Linked DNA regions of Danio rerio: all the other regions are linked to region 3. The links are chromatin contacts, called in public HiCAR-type and HiChIP or PLAC-seq maps. All regions are on one chromosome and are shown on one strand. Each heading gives the region's core, a stretch centred on a gene start, on an enhancer-like site or on the middle of the called end of the contact. The rest is flanking DNA. Distances are from core to core; before and after follow the strand shown. Region 1 holds the start of si:dkey-200l5.4. Region 2 has its middle 8.3 kb from the start of ccl19b. Region 3 holds the start of prkab1a (protein kinase, AMP-activated, beta 1 non-catalytic subunit, a).

Evidence for each region. HiCAR-type assays count read pairs that join an accessible place to other places. HiChIP or PLAC-seq counts read pairs in DNA pulled down with a chosen protein or histone mark.
Region 1: an H3K4me3 HiChIP or PLAC-seq map of embryo shows a contact between it and region 3, with 4 times the contacts expected there. The contact joins the promoter of si:dkey-200l5.4 here to the promoter of prkab1a in region 3. A contact is called at or near these places in 7 of 18 Hi-C or Micro-C datasets (caudal fin, embryo, fibroblasts and 2 more) and 2 of 4 datasets of contacts at active chromatin or transcription factors (caudal fin and embryo).
Region 2: a contact with region 3 is called in a HiCAR-type map of caudal fin, with 7 times the contacts expected there. The contact joins the enhancer-like site here to the promoter of prkab1a in region 3. A contact is called at or near these places in 5 of 18 Hi-C or Micro-C datasets (caudal fin, embryo, fibroblasts and 1 more) and 1 of 4 datasets of contacts at active chromatin or transcription factors (caudal fin).

Annotation. Positions count from the first base shown.
Region 1 is chr10:22,600,057-22,602,831 of GRCz12tu, reverse strand. It overlaps si:dkey-200l5.4, which reads left to right and starts at 1,378. Exons shown (of 13, transcript NM_001386733.1): 1 at 1,378-1,509.
Region 2 is chr10:22,623,355-22,626,111 of GRCz12tu, reverse strand. No RefSeq gene overlaps it. Among named protein-coding and RNA genes, the nearest start is that of ccl19b, 8.3 kb to the left of the region's middle. Within about 2 kb of position 1,376, at least 2 of the 62 cell types and tissues checked have an H3K27ac peak or open chromatin away from gene starts, as enhancers often do. A contact at or near this core is called in caudal fin, where this site is marked.
Region 3 is chr10:22,791,323-22,794,170 of GRCz12tu, reverse strand. It overlaps prkab1a (protein kinase, AMP-activated, beta 1 non-catalytic subunit, a), which reads right to left and starts at 1,316. Exons shown (of 8, transcript NM_001002632.1): 1 at 1,270-1,316.

The DNA of each region.
Region 1 (2,775 bases), core at 129-2,628, 190 kb after region 3:
ACTTTTTTGCAGTTTTCATCTCATTTTCTATTTAATTATGAGGTTTAATTACTCCATTTAGTGACATTTAAGCACAATTTTTAGCTAGATTAGATGGTTGATGTACCGTATATGAAAAAAAAAACGTATTCATTCATTCATTTTCTTTTCGACTTAGCCCCTTTATTAATTCGGTATCGTCACAGCGGGATGAACCGGCAACTTATCCAACACATGTTTTTCGCAGCGGATGCCCTTCCAGCTGCAACCCATCTCTGGGAAACATCCACACACACACTCATACACAACGGACAATTTAGCCTACCCAATTCACCTGTACCGCATATCTATGGATTGTGGGGAAAACCCACACGAATGTGGGGACACAACTTATTTTTTAAATATAAAGTTAATACATCATATATCATTAGAAACGCATTTTAGCCTTTTGTCATTTGTTAGGCAACTAACAACCTGGTCAGCACACTTAGCTTTCCTCAGTCAGAACTTGGCCATTTGAATAAAAAACAATTAAAATATTAAAAATAATGTAGAGCTTCACAATCAGTTTCTAGCCTCTTTTGAAAGTTTGAAAATTCAGGGAAAACAACAATAGCCTAATTAGTATTAAAATTTACTTTTTTTATTATTATTATTAAAATTACCTTTAATATTGGTGCTTTGGATCTTTTCATTGGTCATTTTCATTTCTCTCAAGAATAAGGTCCAAGAATTAGATTAAAAGTTTGGCTACTTGTAAAAAGGTTATTTCTATTAAACAACAGTAGGACAATAGCTAAAGTTGATTTCACTTTGATGGGTTATTTCCAAAATGTATGATGGCATAGCAGTCAAAATAGGACAAATGAGAAAATAGGGGCAAAAGTTCTGGACCAATGGCACATTCTGGACCTTTGTCAGTGCGGGGTAGGTGGTTCGAACTACACCAACTTCCCCAACTTCGAACTTCCAACTACCCCAACTTATATTTTTACCCTTTTCATCTGCAGTGACTTGCCACTGATCATATTATAATTGATTTAGAAGTGTTTAAACTAAAAACTAAACCACAACATTCACATTTGTCAATCCCAGTGGCATCATCAGATCTAAGAGCACCATCAATCATTTCCTTCACCGTGGTGCCAAACAAACACCAATCGGAAATGACCTTTTACTTTTGCAAACACAAAACCCAACATGCATGCCATTCTTACACCAGTCACCGCTGAACACCATAAAAGATGGACAATGCAGGTCATTGAGCGTGGAAATAAAGGCTCATCTGAGTGTCTTGTGTGTTGTGCCATTCAGCTGCTGGCAGGTGAACAGAGATCAGTCTGTCTCTGCAGAGCATGTGATGCCCGATAATATATAAAAAGAGTTGCTGGATAATGTGCGATTCAATGCGCACACTGACTTTAAGCCTTAAGCACTTGTTTAAACTTGTTCGGCATCCACCTCTGTCATACAAGATGAGAACGGGTCTTCCCATTATCCTCTTTGTTGCAGTGGCAGGTTTCCACAATGGTAAGATTACAAAATAACAACATTTGTACACTGAATTATGTTTTTTAATTTGCTCTGTAAGCAGTTTTAGTTAAATGAATACATGTTTAATAATGCCAAATACATGCTAATGAATACACTTTCAAATATAGATTTAAATGTATTGTGTGTTTTTTTTTTAATTAAAGCTATTTTATTTCAATTATATTTATATTAATATTTATAACTAAACTAATTTGATGTTTTATATATCTATATATTTTTTGTCTGTTATTGTAAATAAGGTAATGTGTGTATAAAGCCACCTCAGAGTAAAATCTAACTATATTTTACAGGCTAATATAATATAATATAATATAATATAATATAATATAATATAATATAATATAATATAATATAATATAATATAATATAATATAATTAATATAATATTTAGGTTACAGTCTGTGTATTTTTTAGTTTTAACAGATTAAATTAAGGTATTATTAGATTGGTCTATTTTTATGTGTGCATGAATTTATCTTTATTAGAATAAAAAATTTTATTACTTTATAACAATTGTTTCATTATTATCTTTATCATATGATTTAATATAGAATGAATGAATGAATAAATGAATTATACTCTCGTTTGTTGTGACAGTTTACTTAATTTATTACAGATTTATTTATTGATTATAACATATTAGATTTGGCTTAGTTGTTGTGTATGCACTAGCTGTTGGCTGATTAACAGTAGAGGAGAGTGGGGAGGGTTGCAGTAGAGGGCAGTTGCAGCAAGACTTATTCCTCCATTTAGGAAAGAACTAAAGTGATGCTATTCATTTCTTTTCGGCTTAGTCCCTTCATTAATCAGGGATCACCATAGCGGAATGAACCGCCAACTTATACAGCATATGTTTTATGCAGCGGACGCCTTTCCAGCTGCAACACATCACTGGGAAATGATAATATTCATACTACATATTCTCAGTTATCCAGTTTCCCCCACAAGTCCAAAAACATGTGCTTTAGATGAATTGGGGAAGCTAAATTGTCTGTATTGTATGTGTGTGAATAGAAGTATAGCAGGAAGGGCAGCCGCTGTGTAAAAACATATGCTGGATACAGTCAAAAAACATTTTTTGACAAACTACTTATTTAAAATAAGCTGAATAAACACAATTCTTGAGATTTCATTAGGACAATTAAATTTTCAATGTTCAATCCACATAAATTTTTTAAAAGTGTTAAGATAACTTAATCAAATTGTGTTGAGACAACATGAGACAACATGAATGAATTGTGT
Region 2 (2,757 bases), core at 127-2,626, 170 kb after region 3:
TGACGTATGGGAAAAAACCCCCACTGCATTTCACAATGTGTGTCAGTGGTTCTTCACTGACTGAGTGGGTGCAGAGTATAGTGTCAAACAGCTATGTGTATAGACTATCCTGTCACAAAATGCGGCTAAAATTCTACACGACAGTAATAGTTTAAGTTGTTTACATGTTCACGTTCACAGAGCAGCATTTACAATGGACCTTTCAGTCCATAATATTAAACTGATATTACGGTAAACTTGACTAGGGTATGTTTTTAAAAACTGAAGTACTGCTGACGATACTAACTAACTTTGCCATCTGAATAAATATAAACAAAGAACATTGATCGCACACTTACCAAATCCAGAGACAGGACAATCAACATGAACTGGAACCGCGTTTTTTTAAAAGGAGTCGAGCGGCAAACCTGGATTTCATCATTTTCAGTTTTTTGAAAATCTCTCGGGTAAAAAATGTTCCTTACAAACATATTTTTGTCACGTGTTAGCAGACCACTGTAATCCACACATGTGGGTCCACCTGCAGCGGTGCTCTCATTGTGGAGAAATGGAAACAAAACATTCGTTGCAGCACATTTTTAAACACAACACTGATGACCCATGTCTCCGAACAATTCTTCTTCCAATTGTATAAATGACGGCTGGCAACATAACGTATTGTTTGTCTGAACACTGGAACAGGTAAAAGGAATCTTCGAAGCTGTATAATGCAATTTAATGAAGTTACATCTCGTTCACAATAGAGCGCGCTGATTGGTTCGAACAAAGTTTTCCTCACAAATCAATGAACAGATGTGCTGAAAACTCAATGATGTCACACTGTACCGGCCGGTACAGACATCCAATCTCCACGCTGGAATTTATACAATGATCTCATCGTCATGACGTTGCTTCAAAATTTATTTTCAAACAGGAAGAACGAATTTGCTTAAAACAACTAAAAAAAAATAGTGTTTTTAGCAATGTTTGACACATATATGAATGTCAACATCGCAAATAAATGTGTTTTGGGTGTTTTGTGACCCTTTAAACTTCCTCCAAAATAAATGGATGAGTAGATTCAAACACTTTTAAATATAATATAATTTTAAATAAATTGCATTGATATGCATTTTCCACATTTATACAGTTTTTACTTTAAGTGCATTATATAATAGCAGATATCATTTGTTCCATCTTGCTACTGTTGTACATTACTTGGCAATAACTGGAAACAGATGTTGAAAGTGTTGTTTTATCTAGGCTCTATACAGATATCAACTTGTCAAACGTTACCGGTTTGATTTATGAAATATTTGCGGTTAGTAATTGGCCAAAGTTGTTGAACTTGCAAGAGGCTTTAATAACAAAATGTTCTGTTCGTTTGTAGGGTTCAGCTCATTGTGCTCTTGATAAACGACATTGATCTGTCTTCCCTGTATAGACTCGCCCGCGGCTCCAAGCGCTTGTTTGTACTGGAGGCTCAAATTCACTTTCCTTCAATGAAAGAGGGAAAAAAGCCACTTCCCGCAGTCAGGATGTGCACTTGCCAGATCTGTCTGGAATCTATACAAGATAAACTCACCAAAGAAATCGACAGGTTTGATTGTTATCGTAGCCCTGGAACTGAAGAGATGCTTATCATTTAGTCAGGTAGATGCAAATCTCGCGCTTATAATTGCTTATTTGTGCAGCTTGGGTTTGTTAAAATGAGATTTACTTCAACAAATGCATTAATTCTTTGCAAAAGAATATACATAAAACATCTATAGGTAAAGGTAACGGCGACATTTAATCATCGTTCCGTGAAATGTCAGAAATCCCCTTCTCAGTGCCAGGTTTGTTTACGCATGAAGGCCATTTTCAAGAAGTCACATGTCAGGTATATGCAGGATTTTATAGATCTTTCTGTTCAGATAACCAGGATATTCAGTGCATACTTTGCACCTGTAACTCAGATTGAGCCTGCAGGTCTGATTATGGCAAGCCAACCAAACATAATTTCACTCAACTATCTCTTTCTCCATTATAAACAATAAGTCATGATAGCATATGTTTTTAGTTCATTGTAACTTTGTAAACTGAGCTAATCATGTTCTAACTTAATTTTATAAGTTAAGCAAGCAGTTTTAAGTCAGTTTAACATAATATAAGTTTAATGGACTAAAAATAATTTGGTTCAGCTTAAAACCAGGCAACCAGGATTTTTTTACAGTGTAGATACAGTTAACCAAGCTACACATTATTTGTTGCCTACAAGTCCTTATTCTTTAGTTAGGCTCATTAGTACATTGCTAGTACTAGTACTTATTTATTATTTATTTACTTAAAAGAGCAACACTGAAAAACAATAATCTTACTTTGATTTTTTTATTTTGTTTTGTCTAAAATAAAATTCTAAAATAATCTAAGTTTTTTAGTCCAAATATTAAAAAATTCTTAAATCAAGCAGCATTTTCTTTTTGTCTTATTTTAAGAAATAATGTCAAAAATGAAGGGAGTTTTTCTATAAAACAAGCAAAATAATTGAGAAATCTGCCAATGGAGTGAGCAAAATAATAATGTAAAGAAAAAAAACAAGATTACCCTATTGGCATATTATTTTGCTTGTTATAAGCAACAATACAGTAGTATCAAATATAAAATCACAAGCATCTAATGACTTGTACTAGTGCCTCATTAAATATTTAAAAATAGCTACCAGCATCTAATAAGTAAATACTAGTATTTAATTAAAAAGGATAAGAAAAGGATGAACATTAGTAAATAATCAATAGC
Region 3 (2,848 bases), core at 67-2,566:
CTTTTTAGAAGCCAACTTTGCAATAAAAACATAAACAATCACATTTATAACACAGTGGAGTTTAATGCTAAACACACACTAGTCAAGCAGAATCTGCCTTTGACTTAATTTCCTCACAAATGTTTCTGCATTGGCGGTTAACAGTGTGCACATTTAAACAAAATCTTATTTACACCATTTCATTGAAACATTTCATTTCAGTTCGCCTTTAAACAATAAAACAAACAAAGAGTTATCTTAAATTTTAATTGACAATCTAAAAAGGATTCCCATCATTCTCCCTCTCTTCTCAGATGGCATGGCTTACCATAAAATGGCATATCATTAAGGGTTACCATAGGCCAACTTTGTCCCACGGCCTAGTTTGGGCATTTCTAGTTTAGGTTTTAACCTCCCATTTCTCCAAACATTTTTATTACTACATATGTATATGTATTCTACTATTCAACCTGAATGGTAAATATAATAACTGGCCATCCCATAAGGAAAACAAATGGGTTTATTATAGTAATAGTTCATTGATCCTACTAGAAAACCCATGCTTAATTTCTGATTACTTGGGCTTTAAACATTTTTATAGTTGTAAAACTATTGATAACTGTGAGGTTCAGGGTTCTATACTATTTCAATATATTTTCTCATTCAATCATCTGACATTCATCTGTTATTTATGAAAATAATTGTCCATACTATCATTTCTCTTGCAAACACTGATATTTCTTCCAAAATATGTTAATCTACTTCATAAAGCATTTTGAAAGCGTTGACACTCCATTAATTTAACTGCGTATTTCATTGCTGAAGCTTAAGACCTAACCTCGAGGCACAGTTTCTATTGCTCTATATTTCAGTGTGCTTTTAGAAAACACTGCAAAGTCACAGGATCTCAAAGGAAGTCTGGCAAAAAAAGATAAAGAAAAGCCTTAGCTTCAAACGTCTGAGATCTGTCGTCCTGATATTACATGCAAACCATGTTTTTTTCTTCTTCTTTTTTTGTGGCAGTAAGCCTTCATGAATCATGTCAATGTTTATTGTGATGTTCAATATCCGCGACCATTTCGACGATGCAACTATGCAAACACTGTAAATGTGGTTCTGACTGAAACGAATACAGCCATTTGCTATTGAGCGCCAGGGTGCAACGACACACTGTAATAGAATAAGCCATCTCGAGCATTCTTACAGTTATCGACTACAAGATATTCACAAATATTTAATTCATTTTATAATGTCGTTTCAGTCGTGCAGTTTTGATGCGACAAGACTTACAGGCCCTTTTGCGCAGTACCGTACGAACTGGCGACCGCTAGTTGTCCTCGATCACAGTTATTTCGTCATTTTTTTTCTCATTCTCGTTGCTTATCGTCACAAACTCAACATCCTCGCATCCACTCCGCCCACCACTGACTACAGCTGCAATGCGCACGCGTATCATCAACTGCACCCACCAGAGGGAGACAAACCTATGGGTTTCTTTCCACGTGTTTGTTCTTTGTTTGTTTATATTTAACTACAGTAAATACACGCTAGAGGGAGGCACATAAAAAGGAATTTCCTTTGTTCGAGATGTTTTCTAGTCTTTCAGATGCCATGGACCCCATGAATCATCATCATGAAACGCACATTCTAAAATGAAAGTGTATTTATATAGTTTATTGTGTAGAGAACAAAATCTTTGTATTTAAACTTGCACTGTATAATTTTATATTTATTTATGTATTTATTTGTTTGTTTGTTGCCTATTGTTTACATGTTAATTTTTCATCAATATAATATTAGTATTGCTTATTATCATCATAATCATTATTTTCTCCCCAGAATAGATTGTTTTTATTGATTGATTCATGTTTATTAATTTTATAATAGGCCTACTTATAAGTTATGTACATGAGGATATGTATTTGAGAATTGTTTTATTGGATAATGAACATGTATATATTATAAATTATAAACATAACGTTTTAGTCTTGTTTTATCAATCAATTTAATTATTTATTCATTTTTAGAACATATATATGGAGGATGAAACCTGCAAAAACAATAAATAAAAAATACTCAAATAAATAAATCCACAAATCCTTAATTAATAAATAAATAAATACACAAATAATTAAATATATATACAAAAAATATGTGCATAAATAATTACATAAACAAATAATAGTGCGAGCAGATTAATAATTACCTAAACTACAAGGATGTTGGGGGAATAGTATTTATTTATGCTGCAATTAGTGTTTTATATATATTTGCATATTTATTTATTAATTGTTTTATTTATGCAAAAATTTGTAGATTTATCTAATTGTTTATTTATTTATGCATTTATTTATTAATTTTTAAGCAATAAATAAATAAATACACAAATATATTAATGAATAAGTAAATAAATTATATTAATAAATAAGTTTGCTCCAGGTGCTCCAGTTTCCCCCAAAGTCCAAAGACATACAGTACAGGTGCATTGGGAAAGGCTAAATTGTCCGTAGAGTATGTGTGTGAATGAGAGTGTAAGGATGTTTACCAGAGATGGATTGCAGCTGGAAGGGCATCCGCTGCGTAAAACATATGCTGGATTAGTTGGCGGTTCATTCCACTGTGGCGACCGCAGATTAATTAAGGGACTAAGCTGAAAAGAAAATGAATGAAAGAATGAATTCTCGTTGTAAACAAACCAAAGAAGACTTTTAGCTAAATAAACTACAAACTTGAAGTATACATGGGCAATGTGCATTTACCGCCAGGGGATGGAGATGTTTAGCTTTCATTGCACCATCACTGTTCCAAAAAAAAAATGATAATGATCTCTGAATAAAAAAAAATGTAAATAATTTTGCTGTCAATTGAC